Linked DNA regions of Mus musculus: all the other regions are linked to region 2. Evidence: chromatin contacts called from public promoter capture Hi-C data. All regions are on one chromosome and are shown on one strand. Each heading gives the region's core, a stretch centred on a gene start, on an enhancer-like site or on the middle of the called end of the contact. The rest is flanking DNA. Distances are from core to core; before and after follow the strand shown. Region 1 overlaps Gm32525 (a long non-coding RNA gene). Region 2 holds the start of H4c11 (H4 clustered histone 11). Region 3 holds the start of Olfr1367 (olfactory receptor 1367).

The links. Promoter capture Hi-C pulls out the DNA fragments that hold promoters and counts their contacts.
Region 1: a promoter capture Hi-C map of cranial neural crest shows a contact between it and region 2. The contact joins the enhancer-like site here to the promoter of H4c11 in region 2. A contact is called at or near these places in 4 of 39 promoter capture datasets (cranial neural crest, frontonasal cranial neural crest, maxillary cranial neural crest and 1 more) and 10 of 115 datasets of contacts at active chromatin or transcription factors (astrocytes, bone marrow-derived macrophages, effector CD8 T cells and 6 more).
Region 3: a contact with region 2 is called in a promoter capture Hi-C map of liver, with 2.6 times the contacts expected there. The contact joins the promoter of Olfr1367 here to the promoter of H4c11 in region 2. A contact is called at or near these places in 4 of 39 promoter capture datasets (cranial neural crest, liver and neural stem cells) and 1 of 115 datasets of contacts at active chromatin or transcription factors (embryonic stem cells).

Annotation. Positions count from the first base shown.
Region 1 is chr13:21,235,983-21,238,750 of GRCm38.p6, reverse strand. The region is part of intron 1 of Gm32525 (a long non-coding RNA gene); the gene reads left to right. Among named protein-coding and RNA genes, the nearest start is that of n-TAagc17, 3.3 kb to the right of the region's middle. Within about 2 kb of position 1,425, at least 6 of the 459 cell types and tissues checked have an H3K27ac peak or open chromatin away from gene starts, as enhancers often do. A contact at or near this core is called in second pharyngeal arch cranial neural crest, where this site is marked.
Region 2 is chr13:21,733,784-21,736,809 of GRCm38.p6, reverse strand. H4c11 (H4 clustered histone 11) reads right to left here and starts at 1,776. Exons shown (of 1, transcript NM_178210.2): 1 at 1,354-1,776. The coding sequence starts at 1,714. The coding sequence ends at 1,403.
Region 3 is chr13:21,345,364-21,348,281 of GRCm38.p6, reverse strand. Olfr1367 (olfactory receptor 1367) reads right to left here and starts at 1,352. Exons shown (of 1, transcript NM_146533.1): 1 at 402-1,352. The coding sequence starts at 1,352. The coding sequence ends at 402.

The sequences.
Region 1 (2,768 bases), core at 176-2,675, 500 kb after region 2:
TTTCTAGCTGTATTTTTAGAGATCAGGGAAACAAGCTTGGGGAATGACCAGGGGCTTTACCTTCTAGGGAGAAATGCTCTAAGTCGGGGTCTCACAGAAGGAGCTCCTAACAACAGATAGGGATTTTCTCTTTGGACTTGCAGGAAAACAGAGAAGCAGCTGCAGCTGCAAGGCACAGGTTACACAGTATTCTAGGAAAGAGAACCAAGGGGCCCTCTTGGGTTTGGAGGCACTCAAGAGAAAGGCAGACTAGCTCAGTAGAATGACACATAGAGACTTCTAAAGAGCTAGTAGTTTAGTTGTAGGATCGGGCTTGTAAATAGATACTTTGTATATAGTTAAGAAAATAAAGTTATCTCGGTGAGCTAGCAGGGTTTTACCTCAATTTACATCTCTGGTGTCGTGTCCTTATTGGTATAAATATTAATTTACACCCAAGTTCTCACATGGCTAGGCAAATGTTCTGACTCTAGGCCTTATCCCCCAACTCGTGTTTACCTTCCAGGGACATGGCAGAAAGAAATGAAGGAGCTGAGCTTGGAAGGCGGATACAGTCCCTGCTTCTAATCGAAAACAAAACAAAACCCCAAGAGCAGCAGATCCCCGTGGCTATTTTTCTGTTGTTATTGTTGTCGGCCAGTCCCCTTGCGTTTGTACTGGCTGTGTTGACAGTCACTCAAGCTGGTGCCAGACTCTGGGTTGAAACAGGAATGGTTGTTTACAGGAGCACATCACCAGACGCACAGTTTCACCCCAAGATGTCAAGAAGCTCCTCCTTACAACGGAGTCACAGTTCATCTTTCTTGCTGGGTGGGGTGGGGTGGGGTGGCTGAGACCTTGAGAACACACATAAGGAAGCATTTTCTTGTTTGATTCAGAAACCCCTGGTTTCCACAGCTCCTAGGGGATTTCCCAGTATCCTCTGGATGGAATCACTGGATTTTACTGCTGTGAAATATAACTCGGTAAGGGGATGCCTGGTGGGTCCATGCTAATGTGTGCCTCTGAGAAATTATGCCATGCAACAGGTCTGATATAAAGAGGGAAGGGAGGAGAATGAGATCCTGGGGAAAGGGCAGTGGCAGACAAGTGGACAGGTAGACAGGCAGATAGACCAGACCGGAGCAGAGCTATGAGGGCAGGGCGGGGTGGGGAAGGGGGTGTGCAGAGAAGGACAGAAAGGCTTCAGCCACAGAGCAGATGAACTTGCCAGCAAGTGTGAAGACAAACAAACAAAAAGCAAAAGCTCTCATCTTTCCTGTCCTTTTCTGTGAGGTGTCACCAGGAGAAGCTCAGATTTAGAGTGTATTTTCCTATCTCAAATAATCTCATCAAGAAAGTCTCCCCCGGATGTGCTCAGACGGTTGGCATTTAGTTGATTCCAGATGTGGTCACGTTAGCTACAATCCCTCCGGCTGGGAAACTAAGAGACTGTGTGTGTGTACATCATCTACTCTGACATCCGCCTAAGAGGTTCTGTGGCTCAGAGTCTGCCGCAGTTTTGTTGCTGTGATAAAACTATGACCAAAAGCAATTTAGGGAAACAGGGTTTAAGACATATTAGAAGTTAGACTCCATCATAACAGAAAGCAAGGGCAGGAACTCAAGCAGAAGCTATGTAGAAACCAGTTACTGGCTTACTCCACTTACTGTTTTGTTTTGCTTTGGTTTGGTTTGGTTTTTTTAGAGACAGGATTTCTCTGTGTAGTCCTGGCTGGCCTGGAATCCCTCTATAGACAGACCAGACTGGCCTTAAACTCAGAGTTCACTTGGCTCTGCTTCCCTAGTGCTGGGATTAAAGTCATGTGCCATCACTGCCCAGCTTCAGCTTATTTTATTATATAACCCAGGACCTTTTGCCCAGGGCTGGCACTGCAGACAATGGACTGGGCCCTCCCACATCAATCATTAATCAAGAAAGTGCCCCCAGCGACTTGCCTACAGCCAGTCTGATAGAGGCAATTCCTCAACTGAGAGTTCCTGCTTCCCAAGTCGCTTTTCTGTCAACTTAAAAAAACCTAACCACTACAAGGTCCAAATTGTGTAGGTTTAAAATAAACATTTTGTATCATGTGTTTGTGTACAGGAAATGAAAACCAGTCAGGGAACTGAGTGTTTCTGTGTGGGACATTCAGGAGCCTGCACTCAGGCCCTGGGCATCGCCCAACCCATCTCAAAGGTAGTATTCAAGGTCCTTCCAGAACCATCTTGTTGTAGTCTTTGGGCCCCCATTCCTGGCTTAATTTCTTCTTATCACTGGGTGTAAGGAGGCACTTGTGACTTCAGATCATGGAACCAGGCACCGTGGGAGACTTTAGTCAGTAGAGCTTGAATTGGGATGGGTAATATTGGAAATGCCTTTGAAAAAGAATACAGCACAGCATTTTGAATGTTAGGATAGCCTTAAGGACATTTACATCCACACAACTTCCACCCCTCACAGGGAAGCAGTAGGCCTCACACAGCCATAACCCTTTCCTTTCAAGACTGTCTAAGGCTTGAGCTAGAGTGGGGCTTAGTGGTACCTAGAGGGTCTGAGTACCACAAACAAACTGTTAACTGAAATTACAAAAACTTCTCAACCTCTCATTTCTCCTGGAAAAAGCAAAACAAAAAAGATGAGGCTGTTGAAGGATAGTCTTAAAATAAACAGAACTGGGTAACTGTGTCTCATTGGGATCAAAATTCAGTTGGGCACAATGGTATGTATTATCCTCAGGCAGACCTGTGGGCCCTATTTTTAAATCTATTTTATTGGGTTCTTATAC
Region 2 (3,026 bases), core at 527-3,026:
AAATAGAATAAAAACAGCACAGGATCTAAGGTCAAGTTTCAACAGATGGTATAACATGAAAAGTTTCTCTACTGCAAAGCAAACAATCAGAACAGCAAATGGACAACCTACAAAATGGGATCAAATCTAGGCTAGCTCTGTATAAGACTGGAGATTATGTCCAGGATTTACAAAGAACTCAGGAAGTGAATGCTAGAAAAATGAAGCTGCTGATCAGCACATAACTTGAATCAATAGTTTTCAAAACAAAGGTAAGTGGTCAGTGACTATTGTTAAGTGCTCAACAATAATCCAAGACATCAGGGATATGCAAATTAAAACTATTTAATGTGTGAAGTGGTTTGAGATACCACTTCAGTTAGGATGAAAGCCATCAACAAATGTTGGCAAGGATGTGGAGGGAACTCTGATTTACTGGTATTGGGGTGCGGGGTGGGGTACAAATCAATACAGCCACTGTGGAAATCAGTTCGGATATTCTCAAAAAATTAAAAATAGAACTCCAATATGACAAAGTTATTTTAAACCTGAGCATATATTCAAAGAATATAGAGAATCATAGAGATATTTTTTTACCTCAATGTTAATTACTGCTTTATTCACAATAACAAAGAATTGGAATCAACCTAGTTGCCCATCTACAGAGAAATGGATAATGAAAAATTTGTTAATCAAGCAAACATACATAAATATTACTCATCTCTAAAGAAAAATGAAGTCATAAAACATGCAGGAAAATACATGGAATTAGAATGTGTATTAAGCAAAACCACATGCTCTCTCCCATGTGGAACAGACTAAACGCAAGCATTGGACAACTTAAATTGTTTCTATTGACATTTATGTGGAAGTGTAAACGTAGTAACAGTGTACCTTCATTAACTGTTGACTCTTGGCCGTTTTATGATTTATTAATTAAAGTTTTATGGCTTATAAAAACTCAATTCAGAAATTCACACCTCCCCCATATTGGCAGTTTTATTCAGAATTTTATTGCATCCGAGACAGCATAGTTTATAAAGCCAGATCAACCTCATTCTACACAACTGAATGTACAAATCCTGAACTTAAGTGGTCTGTCGCAAGGTATGAAATGACTTAAGTAGGGAAGCATCCTTAAGAGGTGGAAGCAGAAAAATGGGCAAGTATAATAAAACTGCCTAGAACAAATAAAAAGAGTGAAACCATGTGAACACCTAGTGAACTCACCACTTGACAGGACTATTCAGCTTTCCTAGCATTGTTCCGCATGCAAATTAAGCACATACATGTTCGTTCTGATTGGACAACCTGTTACGAGCCGTTTTCACTCCAGTTCTCAGTTAACAAGCGTCAGCTCTTCTGTAAAAGATGTGGTGGTCCTGAAAAGGACCTTTAGGGAAATATAGTGTAAGCGAGCAGCTTAGCCGCCGAACCCGTAGAGGGTGCGGCCCTGGCGCTTGAGCGCGTAGACCACGTCCATGGCGGTGACGGTCTTGCGCTTGGCGTGCTCCGTGTAGGTGACGGCGTCGCGGATCACGTTCTCCAGGAACACCTTCAGCACACCGCGGGTCTCCTCGTAGATGAGGCCGGAGATGCGCTTCACTCCCCCGCGCCGGGCCAGGCGGCGGATGGCGGGCTTCGTGATGCCCTGGATGTTGTCGCGCAGCACTTTGCGGTGGCGCTTAGCGCCACCTTTACCGAGCCCTTTCCCGCCCTTACCTCTGCCAGACATGACTGCACTCAGGACAGCTCAGAACAGAGATGCTGACCGGGAGCCTGAGCGCCGTCTTTTTATACTGTAGCGGGCGGACCGAAATGAGAACCTGCAGGGAGGAGGCGGGAAGTTGCGCCCGCGGCCGTGGGGGAGGGGAAGACTTACCAAAAAGAAAAAGGGCGCCTTTTGTTTCCCTGTCTGTGCTTTCTGAGGGAACTAGCTCCTCACGCCCTTTTAAGAGTTTGGAGAATCGAGCGCACAATCAGTACACTGATTGCACAAAATACAGAAAGCCAAGCGGCCCCTTAACAACCGGTAACCCCGTCCAGAGAGGACACTGCAGGCGGCTGCTAAGGCGCTTTGGTGCTCAGTACACACTTTCCACCGTGCAAACCGTGCTCTGAATTACCTTGTGTTCCTTCTCTATTGTAACCGCATTTCAATTTTTTTTTTTAGTTCAAACTTCCAAAAGGCCATTTTAATATGTTTATAAGAATTTATAGAAACCTTTAAGCCGATTTCAGTTCACAGTTTGCTTGGACCCCTGCTCACACCACACAATCTGGGAAACCCTGTCTGCTGTCCTTCCCTCAACCCCATATGCTTGGAGAAAACTTCAGGCTAACATGTCATCACCCTCACCTAAGAGTTTCTGGCAACCAACCCTGGCTTGGAAAAGGGCAAGACAGGGTCTAAACACTATCTCAGTCGCCCTTGGGGTGCCTACTTCAAAATTTATCCAAAGTGGGCTGGAATCCAAAATGCCTGACTTTCCTTTGTTCTTTGGTCTGCCCTCAGTACACGCTGACCCGTCTGGATGGCCACTAGAGGGCACTCTTGACTATAACATCCTTCGTGATCTTGAAATTTTCTGCTGGTTTAAGAATGGTCTGGACTCCCTTTGTTCACGTTTTGGGGGAACTGAATTCTTGTCCCTCCGTCTGTAGTGCTCGATGGCTTAGGCCAAGGTTGCAGCATTTTCAGACATACAGGGACTCAGACCTCGAGCAACCGTCATCTGAATCACTGGGTCTCCACCCCTTCTCTTCTTCTCTCCCCCTCCTACACACTAAGTGCTTTGTCTAGTGGACAGCCTTCTTCTCTGCACCCAGGCCTTTCTCCTATTCCACCTAATCCTTTCCCAATCCCACCCCACCTCCCCCACCCCCCCCCCCCAAAAATCACATACTCTGCTTACTGAAGTCTTCTTGCCTATACCAATGCCTTCTGTCTTCCCCTCTGAGCTAAAGGCCATGCACAATTAGCCTCTTCCCCTTACCCACCTTCTTCCCCTCCTCCCTGCTCCTCCTTCTTCTTTACAGGTTCCACT
Region 3 (2,918 bases), core at 103-2,602, 390 kb after region 2:
CCTGTAGTGTGTCTAGGACCTTCTAACAGTGAAGCTTCTAGTTTGGTGCCAGATCAATTTTTCATGCTCTATGATATACTTAAGTGACATCATCACTAACAGGGCCTTACCAAGGATAACCAATAGCCTTAACAATTACTTGTGGTGTTTGAGTCAGTCTAGGGACCCCTTTGGTCAACAACTCATTGAGATGTAACCCATCCCTGGCACTGGAGGTGTGAGGGTGGCTTTGATGTAAAAATTTAAGTTGGGTGTGGTGATATACACCTGTAATCCAAGCACTCTAGAAGCTGCAGTATGAGATCACAAATTTTAGGTCAACAGTTCCCTCCTTCAGACAAAACAGATTGATGTTTCACATTATTGTTGGACCTTTCCAATTAAGAATAAAGAAACACTTTTCATATCCCCTTAGTTGAAATGGCCTTCCTCAGAAGTCTCTTCAAAGCTCCTATGACATCTTTGTTCCTCAGAGTATAGATGAATGGATTAGCCATGGGAGTGATGACACAGTAAAACAGAGTCAAGACCTTGATAAGGTCTTGGGAGCCATCCTCTGAGGGTTGCATGTAGATGTAGATCCCTGGTCCATAAAATAAAGACACCACCAGCAGGTGCGATGAGCAAGTGTTGAAAGCCTTGAGCCTCCCTGCCGCAGAAGGCATTCGAAATACAGTTTGAGCAATGTAACTATATGATACAAGTATCATGGAGAGGGGACCCATTATGAAGAATGTGGCCACCACTGCTAAAGTAACCTCATTGACTGTGGTGTCCCCACAAGACATCTTAATAAGCCCAGGCAGCTCACAGAAGAAGTGGTCAAGCATCCGATTCCCACACAGGGGCAACTGTATGGTAAGTGTAGACTGTAGTAGTGAGTTAGCCAGGCCAGTGAGCCAAGCAGCACCAGACAGCTGCAGACAGAGCCTGTGGTCCATAATGACAGAGTACCTCAGAGGCTTGCACACAGCCACATAGCGATCTAAGGCCATGATACCAAGAAGAACACATTCAGTACAGCCTAACCAATGAAACACATAGGCCTGGGCCATGCAGCCTATGTAAGTGATGTTCTTGTTGGGTCCCTGTAAGTTAAACAACATTTGAGGGACAGTCGTAGTGGTAAAACAGAGATCCAAAAATGAAAGGCTGGTAAGGAAGAAATACATGGGACTTTGGAGCTGGGAATCGAGCTGAGAAACCAAAATAATAGCAATGTTTCCCAGCAATGTGAACATGTAGGAGGTCAGGAGGACAAAGAAGAGAGGGAGATCCAGCCATGGGTACTTGGTAAAGCCCATAAGAATGAAATCTTCTGGGAAATCTGCACTGATGCGATTCACTGACATTTCAAAGGAAAGGGGCCTGATAAAATCAAGGAGGAAAAGGATGATTTTAAAAAATTACAACTAGGCAAAAATTATGAAGGTACTAGAAAAAAATACACTTATTTTTTCCTAGGGAAAGAGCTGGTATATGCCATCCATAGAAATCACATCAATGGTGATATAAAACAATAATTCATAGGTAACATTTCAAAAGTCTGGAAAACTCTTCCTGGGGACAAAGTTGTTCTATATAATGCCTGCTTTCCTCTCCTTACTCCCTTTTAAGGAGAAATTTCTCATTGAGGCATCTGAAACACATGAACAAATCAGGATTCAGGCAAAGTGGTAGCTCCTTTCTCCTCACTTCTTAGAGTTAGAACAACTTGTCAGTAGAAAAAAAAAATTTTGAGAAAAGTATATACTTCAGTATTCCAACAGAATGTCATTCCAAAAAGGATGACATTGTAAAAATGTTAAAACTAGTGGCTTTAACTAGTTAAAACCCCTGACTGAGCCAGTGACTGAGAGCATGAGAATTATCAGGAAATGTGAGAGATAAGTAAGAATGTTGGTTTTTATTTTTCCACTGCAAGCTCATGGTATTACATTTTAAAAATCTTGACTATGTGCCTTTAATAAAATGGAAAAGAGCAAAGACTAGAAAGTGTCAATACTTATAAATGAAGCGCACACACGTGTTTGAAGTAATGAAAACACAACAGTTTACCTGCAGGAAAGAATTATTGTAACACCAAAATTTTAGGACAGTGAAACTACTCCATCGCTTCTGTGCTTCCAGCTCTCTGTAATGATGGGCACATGCCAAGGTGAGCTTGTCCAAATGGACAGGATGTACAGTGTTAAAGGTTAATTCCAATGTCAATTCTGGATTTGGAGTAATCAATCCATCCGTATTGGCTCACCGATCACAACCAACGGTCCTGTGGGTTGGGAAAAAGGAAAAACTACACATGCAGGGAGGGCAGGGGATTATGGGAAATCTCTGTACCTTTGCTCAACTTTTCTATTAACCTAAAATGTCTCTAAAATAAATGTTAAAGAAAACATTCTACTTGCCCATTGAGAAGGTTTTCATGATAAATAAAAAAGGATTCTTCTTATAACATGCTCAATGTGCATAAAAAGCTTAGAGTCACTTAAAAGATAAGCCGAAGGAAAAAGGATAATATATTTGAAAATTAACATAGATATTTCCTAGTTTAGGATAGAGATTTAGATACCACATGTTGGGATTAATCCTAAGAAACTTTAGCCAAAGAAATTACATGTGAAGTTATCGTGACAAGAGAAATGTGTTTCAGTTTACTGGACGAGTCTATGGAAGTTGTTTTAATTGTTTTGTTACATCAACAAAACCTGGTTTTGAAGTGACAGACCTGAATGGTGTTGCTAGAATCCCTGTGATGTGTGATAGAAGACCATGGGAGGATTGCAGAACATTTTCCTGTCGATTAATCATAATGGACAGGTAATGAGGACAGGGCTACCACAACCCATAGCTCAGTGATTCCCTAAAGAAGAGCTTTATACACAGTCGTGATTGTTCCCGAAAACACCAGGCAGTAT